Regions from separate parts of the Mus musculus genome. Here region 2 is linked to region 1. A link is a contact called in public HiChIP or PLAC-seq data. All regions are on one chromosome and are shown on one strand. Each heading gives the region's core, a stretch centred on a gene start, on an enhancer-like site or on the middle of the called end of the contact. The rest is flanking DNA. Distances are from core to core; before and after follow the strand shown. Region 1 holds the start of Camk1g (calcium/calmodulin-dependent protein kinase I gamma). Region 2 overlaps Plxna2 (plexin A2).

Region 1 (6,926 bases), core at 3,289-5,788:
ACTTCTCATGCATCAGATTCTTCGGCTCACTATCATTTCCCCTGTCGTCCTTGGCAGGTCAATGATCACTGATCTGCCTGCCTTCCTCTCCCATCCTCATCACACACATGAGAGGAAAACAAGCTCAGGGAGATGCAGCTGTGGAGGGAGAAGCCGGGTCCGTAGGGCAGCTTCTAGCCCTGCCAGTCACCTGAGAGTCAAACAGCTCAGACCCGCCCTTGCTCTGGATGAAGGGTGTTCCTCGATGTGTGCGGTCCTTCCTTTGGGTCATGCCTCTTCCTCTTTCCCCTGCTGCCTGCTTAGTCCAGGCTCTAACAACTTGACTGATCCACATCCTAGGGCAGTAGAAATCCTGTGAGTATAGGGACCAAGTGTAGTTTCACATCCCTAGCATCAGCTCACAGCATGTAATAAATATTTTACGGGATGTATTTATTTTTATGTCCTGGGGAAGACTTTGGAGAGGCCACTTTAGCTCCCGTGGAGACAAACTTTGTGACCCACGCCAAACTATCATGTCCACAGGTACTGTACAGTTCTCCCCAGCTTCAAAGGCACCAATAGGTTTGATCGGTGCCCCATGTAGAGAATTAGCTGCTGAGTGTGCCATCAAGCTACCAACATTGATAAGCTATTGTCCTTGGCAACAGGAGCTTATGCACACTCTTTCACCTGTGAATATCTTATTTACTTGTAAAACACTCAGAGGTTGTAGTGATTTGAATAAGAATGCACCCCATAGGCTCAGATATTAGAACACTTGGTTCCCAGCTTGTGACTCTGTTCTGGGGGCAGTAAGGAGGTGTCAGCTTTATGGAGGAAATACGACACGGGGAGCTGGATTTTGAGAGCTTACTCTGGTTAATTCTCTCTGCTTTGCACTTGTGACTGAATTCCTGTTCCAGCTGCCATGCCTGTGATTTGCTATCATGCTTTCCTGCCAAAATAGACTCATTCCTCTGGGATGGTAAACCAAACTACACTCTGTGGTGGTTTGAATATGCTTGGCCCAGGGAGTAGTACTATTTGGAAGTGTGGCCTTGTTAGGAAAGGTGTGGCCTTGATGGAGTGGGTGTGGCCTTATTGGGGTGGGTGTGGCCTTGTTGAAGTAGGTGTGGCCTTGCTGGAGTGGGTGTGGCCTTGTTGGAATAGGTATGTCATTGTGTACTTTAAGACCCTCATTCTAGCTTCCTGGAAGCCAGTCTTCTCCTATTTGCCTTCAGAATAAGATGTTGAACTCTCAACTCCTCTTGCACCATGCCTGCCTGGGTGCTGCCATTCTCCCTCCTGATAATGGACTGAAAGAACCTATAAGCCAGCCCCAATTAAATGTTGTCCTTTTTAGGAGTTGCTTTGTTCATGGTATCTATTCACAGCTATAAAGCCCTAAGACATGCTCCTTTTTCTATACGTTACTGTTAGCTGTGATGTTTTATCACAGCGATAGAAAAGTAAAAGTAACAGACAACCAAAGTCTTTCTATGGGTCCCAGAAACATTCCCAGAGCCAGGTACGGTGAGATGTCTGAGAAGAGGACAGAAAATCCAGGCCTAGTGTCTCATCTCTTCAAGCACTCAGTTCAAAGTGGGGAACAGAATGGGAATGGACATTTATAGGCAGGAGAAAGAGGGGGAGACAAAGAGTTTGTGAAATGGCTTATAGCTGGAAGAAATGCATTAAGGAAGGAGACTGTGGCTTTTAGATGAGGTAGTATTTCATGTATGTGATGGCTAGTCTCTAATGTCAACTTGATGAAGTCTAGGCCTCTGTGCATGCCTGTGGGGTGGGAAGACCTGCCCACTGTGGGTGGTACCATTCCCTAGTCTAAGATCCTGTATAAATGGGAGAAAGTGGGCTAATCACACACATTCATCCTTGTCTCCCTGAACTGTAGCTGGGTAGGACCAGTTGCATCAAATTTCTGCTGGTGGTGACTTTCCTGCCCTGATGCTTCTTGCTCTCAAACTGTGAGCCAAAGAAACGTTCTCTCTCAAATTGCTTTTCCTGGGTATTTTATCAGGAAAAGTAAGGTGGGTCTTTTAATATGTAACATCTCCACAGGTGGCAGGGCAGAGTATTTTCCATGTGAATAAACCAAGAAAGAAAAGCCTGAGGGTATGCAATAAGTGGTGCCAGAAGCCAATATTTGTACTGTGGCTGGAGCATTAGATGGGTGAGGAGAACATTTCATAAGAGGTGGTTCATGCTGGATCTCAGAAGGCCTCCAGCACTGGCTAAGGTGCCCAGATTCTATTCTGTAAGCAAATTCTGAGGTAAAAGCAGGGTCTTTTATTGAGAGAATTCTAAAATGAATGGAAGCTGGATTGGGAAAGTGGCTTAGTTTGTTAAAGCTACCATAACAAAATATTATAAACAGGGCGGCTTATAAACAATAGGACTGTATTTCTCAGTCCTGGAGGCTGGGGAAACACAAGAATACTCAGCACCTAGTGGAAATCTCTTTTGATTCCTAGAAAGGTCCTCACATGTGGAAGTAGCAGGGAAGCTCTCTGAACTGCCTTGAGAGAGGCACTAATCCATTCACAGGGTTATGAATTCTCCATCCTCATGACCTAATCACAACAAAGGCCCTGAACACAGTCACAGTGAGGAGTAGGTCAACACAGGAACTTGGAGAGGGGCCTAAGTGTTCAGACTGGAGTCCAGAGACTGATCCCAGCTGTCATTGCTAAGAGATGACCAGGTACTGGTCAGTAGCTTCTGTTTCCCTTCACCCATCATTGCAGGAGGCAAGGCCAGTAACTGTCCCACAGGACAGATAGGAAAAGTAAGTCAAGATTCACTTGACTAAGGCCACACATCCAGTCCATGGAAGACTTAGGAAGTCAGGCTTTTTCTCCTGCCTCCTGAAACTTCTCAGCCAGCACCTTGGGAGGGCCTGTCCTGTCTGTATCTCACAGACCAGGACAGTCTGGAATAATGTCGCAGAAGTAAATCTTATGCTAGTTAGATTTCATCAACTTGACACAAACTGGAGTTGCTTGGGAAGAAAGAATCTCAGGTGAGGAGCTGCCTCCATCAGATTGCCCTTTGGGCGTGTCTGGAGGACATTGTCTGATTGATGATAGGCACTGGGCAAGTCCAGCCCATTGAAGGTGGAGCCACCTCTGGGTTGACAGCCAAGTGGTCCTGGGATGTATAAGAAGGCAAGCTGAGCAAGCCAAGGGGAGCAAGCCAGTAAGCAGCACCCCTCCAGGTCTCACTTCAGCTCCTCTTGAAGTTCTGCCTTTACTTTCCTCAGTGATGGACTGTAATCAGAACTGTGTAATTCAAATAAGCCCTTCCTGTCCCATGATGCTTTTAGTCAAGGTGTCTATCACAGAGACAGGAAGTAGACTAGAACAAGAGACTTCAGAAGGCATAACAAGGAGATGCATACATATTCTATTTGTTGGCATCCATGAGTTTGCCAGAGGCATGCGTAAGAAGTAACAAAAGTGATCACCCCTAGACAGCAAGGCCAGGCTCAAGGGTAGAGGGATAATGCTTTTTAATACAGCTCCTGTCATGGAGCCATGAAAATGCTATTTTTCCAACACTTCGGGGTGACACAAAATAGAAGGCTAACTAGGAAGAACATACGAACGTGTCTAAGGGCTAACAGGATCTGGGGACAGCACAAACAAGAAGAGTTCCTGGGAAGTTGATAGATACTGACCTTCAGGAGGAAAATTCCAGGAGAAAAGTGAGGTTGGAGGTAGCTAGAATATGGCCACATTCAGGTGAGCGTTCCTCATGAAGGTGGTTATGGGAGCGTGGGTGGGCAGCACTGAGAGACTAGAGAAGGAGAAAACAAGATCCAGAAGTCAGAGGCCCGAGGAACCTGAAGAGGGAAAAGAAGACTAGCCAAGGGGCAAGGCAGAGAGATGAAGATGAAGTTCCAGAGGGAACAGGGCATTTCTAGAGGTCTAGTGGTCTCCTGCAGTCTCCCGAGTTATGACTGGGGACAGAATGGGGTTGGGGGCCCAGAGGAGAGGAGAGGAGAGGCATCAGAGATTAGGCTAGAACCTGCCAAACCAGGGGCTTCTCTCCCTCCTCCTTCGGAGACAAAATAATAGGCTCACTGCTCAGCGAGGATGACCACTTCTCAGCAGATACAGATCCGTTCCAGGGCTGGGGGAAGGGGCTTTTAGACCACCTAACCCAGCAACTGCTGTGTAAAGTGGAAACTGAGTCAGGCAGTCCCAGACAGCTTCTCTGCTTTTTTTCTGTTTACACTTCAGGGGGAAATCCACAACTTAATCTCACGTTGTTTTCTGTTATTCACACATCAATGCAGACAACATTTAACACAGCTGTGCCCTCAAACACACAGTGTGTAAACAGCTACTCGGGCATTAAAGGGTTCTTTCTGAGCTTGGCTTTTTTTTTTTTTTTTAATTCCCTAGGAGGGAGGGAGGAAGAGCAGAGCCCAGAAAAGCAAGGAGAGATACAAACCACTCTAGCTACTTTTACTCCCCTTTAAGGCTGCCTGGTTACAGTCCTGGGAAAGAAAACCCCTGTATTCCTCCCCTTTAATTGGGTTTATTGTTAAAGCACTGGGGCAGCTAATCCTCACAGACCTGTAGGAGCAGGCTTGCTGGCCAAGATCACAGACTGGAGCACCTTTCTTGTGAGCCCCTGGGTAAGACAGCCTGTTTCTTCTCTGGTCTCTGGGGAGGTTATCTTGTTGGCACGGAGAGGGAGAGGGTTTGAAGACTCACTTCCTTTCAGCCCCTGTCAGTCTCTCCTGGCTCTTGTAGTCTCAAGGGTAAGTTGTAATGGAAAGAGAAGCTGTATGAGGCCCTAGTAGGTGCTTCCTGGGGGGGATATCTGATCATTCCTCCTGGGCTGGACCAGGAGAACCTTCTGTACTTACGGGCAGAGACAGAAATAGGAGAGCATTGTGCCCAGTGAGCTCGGGTATGGCTGGGGATGGGAGGGGGTAACAGGACCTATAGCTCCTTAGCACCCCTCTTCTAGCTCACCCTTCATTCCTTTACCTCTGGGACCTAACTCGTCTATCAAAGGAGATGGCTTACCCCACCCACACTAGCATCTTTGGTGGGGATGGATAGCTTGTGGATACAAAGGCCATGGTAAATAGCCTGTGGCTGCTCTTTTGGGGGGGCAGATGGCCTCAGGCCTTGCAGCAGGGTCTCGGAGACAGGGTTCAGCTTCCCACCCCAGGTCCAAGGCTGCTGCATAAAGATGCAGGACACAGACATAAGCTAAAGCTTTCAGTCATAGCTGGTCCCTTCACCTTCCCCAGGGGCTCATCTGTTCCTGGAGTCTAAACTTGCCCAGTGTTGCTCTGTGGGGTATTCAGAGTAGGTTCGGATTCACCACCCACGCTAGCCCCTCTCTCCACGTAAGTTTGACGCACAGCTTTAACCCTGAGACTAGAGGAGGTGGTTGCAGGGCCAGCTGCAGTGTGAGCCTGGCCAGCCTCCTGCTCTGGAAACAGAAAATTGATCAAGAGGAAAAATCTCTGAGCTGGGTCAAGAGGGTCAAGCGGGTTCTGTCTCGGTTAAGGAATCTTTCCAGGTCACAGAGCACGGTTGGGCTGGGACCATCATTCCTGTGGACCTGAGCTAAGCCAGTGCCAAGGATGAGAACCAGAGTACAAAGTGCTTAGTAATAGCTGATACTGCCACGCTTTGCAGCTGGCAATGGGCTTTTAATCCATCCAGTGATGTGCTAGATGGTCCCCTGCAACCCATTTAGTATATAGCTCAGAGAAGTAAGGTGACTGATATAGCTATAAAGCCAGCATCCCTTGTGTCCTGGCAGCATTTGAACACCAGTCTTTTCCATGTTGCTGTGATGTGTGTGTGTGTGTGTGTGTGTGTGTGTGTGTGTAAAAGAGCCCTGTTTAAAGATGACGGAAACTTTGGGAAAAACCTGAAGGCTGAGGAGGCAAAGGTTTAAGATGGATCCAGGAGCAGCTCAGGTAAGAGACACTGCTCCCCAGCTTCAACAACGAGGATTTGAACACTGCAGGAGACTCAGCCTTTGTCAGATCATTGAAGCCATGTGTCTCCCAGGAATAAGTCAGGTGCTATGCAGCATGACAGTGTCAGAAAGAGGAAGGATAAGATGAGCACCATGCCATGGGCCACCTCCAGAAGAGGCAACAGGTCCTGTGGTACAGTGACAAGGACACTGGAAGCCTTAGAACGGCCACGTACTATCTGTTTGACTCAGGGCATCTCCCCCTGAACATTGTTATCCATCAGTATCTCAGCTATAAAATGGTGTGAGGTGGATCCACAGCAGGGATCATGCCTGCAAAGTGCCTAGTACCACCCTGCCCAGGGGCTCAGTCCTTGCCTAAATAGTCCCCAAGGCCTGGGAGCAATTCTGGTTGAAGGGAACAAAAAGCCTTCTTCTCCAAAAGGAGGGCTCTTCTCTGTTCCCTCTCCCCCATACACATGCACACCCAGCCAGAAATAAACTGCCACACGGAGTGCGTGCGAGTGACGGCGCCCAGCCGCAGCAGCCTGCCAGCGCCAGGGAGTGAATGAGCTGAGGCATGAATGAGAGGAGGAGCAATGGAGTCTGAGGAAAGGCTGTGGCTGCTGCTACAACTGCAGGCACGCCGCCATGCCATGGTCCGCAGGCAGCAAGGGGGGCTGGGGCAAAGCAGCTGCCAGCCAGAAAATAGCAATGGGGGCAGGACTGCACAGCCTGTCCCTGAGTGTCAGAGCTATGTCCCCAGACAGAAGGTTTGTAACTCCAAGCATCTTGATGCAATATCCTGGGTCCCCCCTGTCTGTACTCTGCATTTCTCCAATATGGTCCTTGTTGGCCCCTCTGAAAGCCCCAGCCAAGGTGATGAAATTCAATGGGAATGAGTCCCAGGCCTGCACAGAGGAGTCACCTCATGCATGAGTGCTAGGTATCATAGCCATCAATGTGTGACA
Region 2 (6,926 bases), core at 1,933-4,432, 1.4 Mb before region 1:
TTTCTGACAGATGTCTCCTGGAGAAGTGGGTGCCAAGCCCAGGCAGGCCTCATGATTCTAAATCTCTCAGGATATCTGGGAATCCAGTGCTCAATAGGTTTCTGTTGGCCTGCTCTGGTCTACTCTGCAAGGCCTAAGAGCATCAGTCCAGTGCCCATTCCCTTTTTTGGGTTTTGGGCTCCTTGTGAGTGATGTCTGCATCTGGCTGGAAATTAAAACAACTGTCTGCATTACATTCAGCCCGTCTGTCAAAACACAGCCCAGCTCTCAGCAGCTGGGAACGGGGGCCTTGAATGAAAGCAGTGTCTCTGGCAACAAAGCCCACTTTCATGCCAAGTGCCATGGAGATAGTGAAACCCTGTTCTTCTCCAAACATGAAACCAACAGCACAACTATTTTTCCTGTTTCCTGGGCCCTCCTGGTGTGACTTTTTTTTTTTTTAAGGCAGAGTAGAGTGAAACAGGAAACTTAGAAGGAGGGAGGGCTTGAGAACTTGCATTATTCTTTATGATCTACAAGCTAGGCACAAATCAGAGCGACAGCTGCCAGAGAGACTGGGAGGAGATCCTTACAGTAGGAAGCTCCCATGGACCTGCCCTGTGTATACTGTCACATAACTTTAATTTCACCCATCAGCTAGTGCTTTTGGTCTGGTTCTCCATATGGGCTAGTAGTACACACTTCAGGAGAATAAAAACAAACAAACAAACAAACAAACAAGCAAACAAACAACCAGCATTAAAACAAAGCTATTACTTCAAACAATCCATGAGCTATCACAAGACCAAAGTGCTATATTCTAGGGGTAACATGAAAAAAGACAGAGGGAATTCTGGGATAAGAAAGACACTGGTGTCTTCATTATCTAATATGACCATCACTAACCCTGTGTGCCTTTTGAATATTTGAGAGCGCTAGTCCAAACTGAGGTGTGCTATGAATATCTAATGTATACTGATCCTGAAGATTTGGTAAAGAAAAAAAGCAAACATCACACTAGGAATTTGATATTGACATCTCCAAAAGTTAATGTTTTGCATATATTAGGTTAAATGAGATCTTTTACTGTTTGAAATGTAGCTACTAGGAAAGTGGCAACCAAGCCTGAAGTTTCTGTCTGTGACCAACATTTGGTCTGTCTGCCTGTGCCACCAGGGGGATTTTGTGTAAGTCTTGGCATGGCCTGGGTCCTTCAGGATGAATATCTTTAATATATTTCAGGAGGATAGACCTGCATCCCAGAAAAGCAGAGTTTCTTAGGAGCCAGTATGAGGACAAGGTGGCAAGGTATGAATTAGAAATGTGGGCTTGAGTTTCCTTGGTAAGGCTATGGTAGACCAAAGGAGCTAGACTGCAGAAAGTCTCTGAACTCCTTAGTCTGTTTTTCACAGGTCAAAAGAATATCTTTTATAATAGGGTCTACCAAGGAGCTGTGCTCTCAATGCACAGTCCTTGAATTACAACCACTTTTAGCACCATAAGGTTAGACAACAAAGTCCAGGCCTGCTCAGTCAGACCTCCATCTTTCCAGTTGGTTTGTAGGTGTGCTGACATTTAGAAGCCTCTGGCACAGCTGACTTAAGCTTCTTTAGGACATTTTTAAATGGCAGGTCTTGGGGTCAGGATAAATAAGAACCAGACTGCCCTTAGGCTATGGGAAGAAGTAATGTTTTAAGAGCCTGGATGCAAACAAAAGAATTCTGGGGACTTCTTCAAACCCAAGGAGAAACGAGCTTCCTCCATCAGATGTTTAGCTTTATTTTAGTTTAGTTTTGGAGACAAGGTCTTTCTAGGTAGCTTAGGCAGGAAATCTCCTTCCTCCTGCCTTTGTGTGCTACCATACCTTGCTTGAGAAATTAGGTCCTTTTAAGTCTTAGTCCTTGGAATCTTCAAGTATCCAAGTTCAGACCTGAGAAGTTTGGGGCAGACCTGTGTGGAGCCCAGGAGGTAGTCTTGCACTTGCTAGAACCAGATAGAGCCAGGCCTCAGGCCTCAGGAGAATGGGCGTTTTTGTTTTTTTTGTTTTTTTTCCTAAAGTGGGTATGATATATTGTGAGCAGGGCTTTTCCAGGGCCAATTCAGAGTTTAATGGAGCACTCCTTGATTCTTTAGTCAGTGTTTGCTTATTACTTCATCTTAACTAGGCTAAAGCTCCTCCAGTGAGTACTGGGATCTCAGATTCCTGGATTGGCTTAGGAGTTCTGAGATGAATTATATGGGAAGACTCGGACAGAAGGGCATCATCTCCTGCCCCTGCATGCCTGCTGCCTCCCTGGCACCCATGAGCTACTACCTCTGACTGGGTTCCACCCTCACACTCCACATTCTTTCCTGTTTGAGCTTATGTCTTATAATTACACTTCTAATGAATATAACTGTCCTATTAAGTCATTTACTTAAGAAATAGTCCTAATTAAAGATGACTCATGCTATGTTCTTAGCTCCTGTGGCCCAGGGGGCCCTGCATTGTTGGTGCCTTCTGGAACCTTAATTAGTAGGGCTCAGTGGGGTATACATGTGGGGTCTCTTCCCCCAACTCTCTCCACTCAGTACACTGGGCTCATTAGGGATATCCTAGGATTATGATTGGCTGTGGGGATAAGTCTCTGGGGGAAGCTACTTGAATCTTCCTTGTTCCTGAAGTTCTTGAAGACCATTCCTGAGACAGGATGATTCTGGGACCCTGATAAAACTTCCATACTCACACTGGGCAGATGCCTTGCACAGTTTCTGTCTACAGAGAAATGCATAAATTTCTAGATGCAAGAATTCCCAGAAGTAATAGAGCAAGACCTCAAAGCTGACTGTCCAAAAGGACAGAACACTAGTGTTCATCTGCTACCCTGTATGAAAACCTGGAAGGAGAAAAGTGGTTTTGATACCTGTACCTTCCAGATGAACACCTGACTTGAAAGTAGAAGACTTCTGTGATATAGATCATGCCTGAGTCCCAGGTGTTCAATGAACCTTTTGGTCATCTAATTTGTGAGACAAAGGGGTGCATTCTTTACCCTGTTAGAACCCATAGTTCAGTGGGAATCAAGACTCATTCCAGTGGAGTAAAAGCTATAATGGAGGTAAAATCAAGGTATAGTAGTGGCTCAGAGGCCAGGGCAGTAGCTAACCACTTGCTGCAGGGGTAGCAGCTGGAGTACAGTATTCAGAGTCTCACAGGATTCCTTTGGGACCATGTAAATGAGAGACAGAGTAGGAGGGAAAGGATAAGGGAAAGCTGTTCCCCAGACACTGAACATCTAATCCTCTGCTTCTCTGGAATTTGCTTGCCCCCTGCCAGATGGGACACCTGTCCCTACATGTGTGCCCTGCTCCTGACACAAAGAAAGGAACACAGGCTTTCTCCATGGCTGAGAGCCAGGTGACAGGGTGGGAGGTGTCATAGACAGCCTGGCTGGAGCATGCAGTTGCCCTAGTCAACAACAGTCTGATCCCCAGGGCCAGGGGCAAAGCACACAGCAGCTGAAACTGATGGAAATGACTCCCTGGCCTCTTTCCTCCCTTTGTGCCTTTTGTAGCAGTCCTTCCCTACAGATTGTTTTTGACCCAAGTTTGTAGGATTTCAGCTGAGCCCATTTTCTTCTCTGCCAGCACTAGAGAATCATTCCCTGAGTCCTGTATAGACAAAGGCCTACTGCAAAGGGGGTTAAATTCATAGAATGATCTCAGTTTGATCTGCCCAACTCCAAGAGAGCAGATCATTGCATTTTATTATATGCTATGATCCAGGCTGGATCCAACAGAAAATTAAGGCACCAAAGAGTTGTCTTCACTGTCTGTTACACTGAGTGGGAGTGGCTTTATCCCTGAGACAAGCTGTAAAGGCTCCTGCTGTGGGATAGGAAAGATAAATTTCAGGAGAGAGGCAATGGGCCAGATCTGAAGCAGAGTAGGTCTAGGAGGTTGGAGGCCTCCTGTACCTGCAGCAGAAAGCACCTAATGGTGCTAGCTGATGGGATATGGGATGGGTCTTGTTGTCTTGGTGGGAAGGCCTCCACCAAGTCATGTCACTGTTATAACTTGTTGCAAACACTGTGGAGAGCCCAGTGAGGATTCTGCCTAGCAACAAAGGGTCTATCCTGTTTCTACACCAATGGTAGTCAAGGTCCTCACAGAGAGTAAAAGGCTGCTAGTGGCTAGGAAAGCCCACCTATAGCTCTGATTCTCTCATGTATGCTTGAGATAGCCACTCTAAGTCACACCTCTAGACCTATCTTGTACTATAGCCCCCTTGGCCTGTCATGTCTCTATCCAAAATTACATACATGTATCTTTTTTTCTGCACAGGGACAAAGCTGATTGAGTACTGGGTATCCAAAGCCACCCAGGGACAGTGTAAAGGTGTGGAGGCTCCAGTAAGATCAGGTGGCTGACAGAGTGCTGGATGGCATCACCTTGCTCTGAGCTTAGGAGTCAACACAGGATATGGAATAAAATAAAGCAGCAAGAACAATTTTCTAATAGCTGCCACTGACCTAGTAGCTCCTACATACCAGACACTTGACATGTACAATCTTATTTATTCCCTATGCTTAACCTTATATAGACATGCTTGTAGTCTTGTTTTCCCATTAGAACACAGAGTCTCAGATAAAGTAAACTGTCAGGGTCACATGATTTGTCAGTGGAAGAAACAGAGTCCAGGTCTGTCTGTTTCCCACATAAAGGCAGTGGGCAAGAGCAAGAATTAAAGGAAAGCTTCTCCTTCCAGACTGTTCCAGGTCTGACAGCCAGCACATCCTTCCCACATACCTCTCTGCTACTTTGCTGCATCTCAACAGTGTTTTAATTGGTGAATCAGAAGCCAGAGAGCACAAAATGAGATAATAAAGTAAAGAGAGAGAGACAAATCACAGAGAGAGACAGTTGGCTGCTGAGGTGTTTTATAAGCTGATGATGACCATAATGGAAGAGCCATGAGCAGATCCCAGCCATGTGAGTCTCCTGAAGAAGAGGAATGATTTTATTCCTGTCTGGCCTGTGGTTCCCAGTGTGGCTCTAGGCTTTTTTGTGATGACCATATCAAAGTGGGGTAATACTACCAGACCAGATGATCTTGGGAATTACCCGGCAGGCAGCACTCCTCTGAGTCCATACTTTCAGCAGCCATCTTTTCTACCAATCAACACCCAGTAATGTAGTCATTATTATTTATCTTCATGACTAGATCTCTACCTCTACAAAACAATAATCACATCCAGATATCCTTAAAACTTAATAAATCAAATGCCATCAAGGACCTGCCTGTCCTCTAAGTTATGAAAGTCTATGAGCATTGCCACTAAGAAAAATGAGGTACAAACTCCAGAAACCCAGAAGTACTTCTTAAGCCTGTGGCTACAGCTTCAGAAATACACAGCTTCCTGACCCTGAGCTGATCTGAGGTCATGTCCTAAGACTCCTGACTATCTGTAGATCTGAGGGTAGAGCAAGTTCAAAGAGAAAATCTATTTTTAATGACTTGGGTGAGAGGGTAGTGGCTGAGTAATTCAGAGTAATTAAAGCTATTTATCACTCTGAGAGAAGTACAAAGTTGGTTGAGATTTTCAGACACATTTCCTCTCTTTCCTATGTTTCTGCAGAGGTCCTACAGAAGTCAAGATGGAAAGAATAGGAACTAGGCCTCTAGCCACAAACAGTGTGATTCAACCTTCTAGTGAGCAAAGGCCCCCTGAGCCCTGCTCTGGTATTGCAGTCAGGTAGGCCTTGGACTCTTTAGGAACTCTCTCTAGAGCAACAGACACTGTATATGCTGGTTAAGAAGTGGTTAGAAGACAGTCCTCATTTCAAGTTCAGTTCCTGCTCATGTTACCTATAGTGCAGTAAGCTTAGACCTTTTTGAACTTTTGTTTCCTTCCACACAATGGAAGCAACCATACTATCAGTTCTTCTTTGAGAAATATGTGACATGTCTTCATAAATAATGGACTTGTGTACAGTTGGTGCTCAATCACTCAACTCATTCTCCAATAGCAATCCTCTTAGAGGGGACAGCATGCACATGGGAAGGTATCAGGAGGGCCCAGCTTTTAGTGTTGCCAGTGTCCTTGAGCATTTCCACCTGGCCTCTCTGGGCTGAGCCTGTTCATCTACCCTAAAGGAAGAGGACAATACCTGGAGAACAGTACAGCCCCTCCAACTACTGATTCCTGACAGAATCCCATCATTGTACGGGGTCTAGGGTTCTGGGCTGAAAATGCCAAATTAAGCTTAGTCTCCTATGAATGAAGGTAAAACAGATTGGATAGAAAGGCAAGGGACAAAGCAGACACCCCAGTATCTTTCAATAGCACACTGTTTTTCCAGCAGGACTCCTCAGCTGGAAACACTAGGGAGGTAGAAGTGAGGCCCTTTCTAGTTTAGAATTCTGGAGGGACCTACAGAGAATCATCAGTAATGCTGATGCTGTGTTGTCTCCATGACAACAGTGGATTTATTCAGTTAGGGAAAACAGGTGGGATAGGAAACAGGAGTTGAGAAGGATTGAGAAAAAAGGAGCTAAGAAATAATTTAAACAGATCTCCTATCTTGAAGCTGGATGCCTGAGATTAGCAATATCCTAGTTCCCTATGGAGCCAGCATCTACTCATAACCAAGGAGAGGAACCTGGTCAGTCCCATCCTTGCAATCCATACTGGATCCTTGTCAAGAACTGCCTCCAGTAAGGCTCCTAGCCATGGGGTCCAAGTCCAGCCTTATCACATTGAGCTCAGATTTATCTGTGTTGTGCTCCTGCCTAATAGACCCTGGGCTCTGGCTTTGCCCTGTACTCATGGTTCTTGACTTCTAGTGACTGAGAAAGTATGAAAAATAGGCCACAAAGCTAAGTTTGACCCCAAATCCCCTTTATAGGAGAAAATGCCCATGGCCTTTGGTATAGGAAGGTGAGGTTAGGGGTCAGACATGCCAAG

What was found. HiChIP or PLAC-seq counts read pairs in DNA pulled down with a chosen protein or histone mark.
Region 2: a contact with region 1 is called in an H3K4me3 HiChIP or PLAC-seq map of forebrain, with 10 times the contacts expected there. The contact joins the enhancer-like site here to the promoter of Camk1g in region 1. A contact is called at or near these places in 7 of 39 promoter capture datasets (the 3T3-L1 cell line, 3T3-L1-derived adipocytes, cranial neural crest and 4 more), 1 of 15 datasets of contacts at CTCF or cohesin (the NIH/3T3 cell line), 10 of 484 Hi-C or Micro-C datasets (the HL-1 cell line, adipose-derived mesenchymal stem cells, cardiomyocytes and 6 more) and 1 of 115 datasets of contacts at active chromatin or transcription factors (forebrain).

What each region holds. Positions count from the first base shown.
Region 1 is chr1:193,367,894-193,374,819 of GRCm38.p6, reverse strand. It overlaps Camk1g (calcium/calmodulin-dependent protein kinase I gamma), which reads left to right and starts at 4,538. Exons shown (of 13, transcript NM_144817.2): 1 at 4,538-4,645.
Region 2 is chr1:194,736,452-194,743,377 of GRCm38.p6, reverse strand. All of the region lies in intron 4 of Plxna2 (plexin A2), which reads right to left. Among named protein-coding and RNA genes, the nearest start is that of Gm46202, 20 kb to the right of the region's middle. Within about 2 kb of position 3,182, at least 29 of the 459 cell types and tissues checked have an H3K27ac peak or open chromatin away from gene starts, as enhancers often do. A contact at or near this core is called in forebrain, where this site is marked.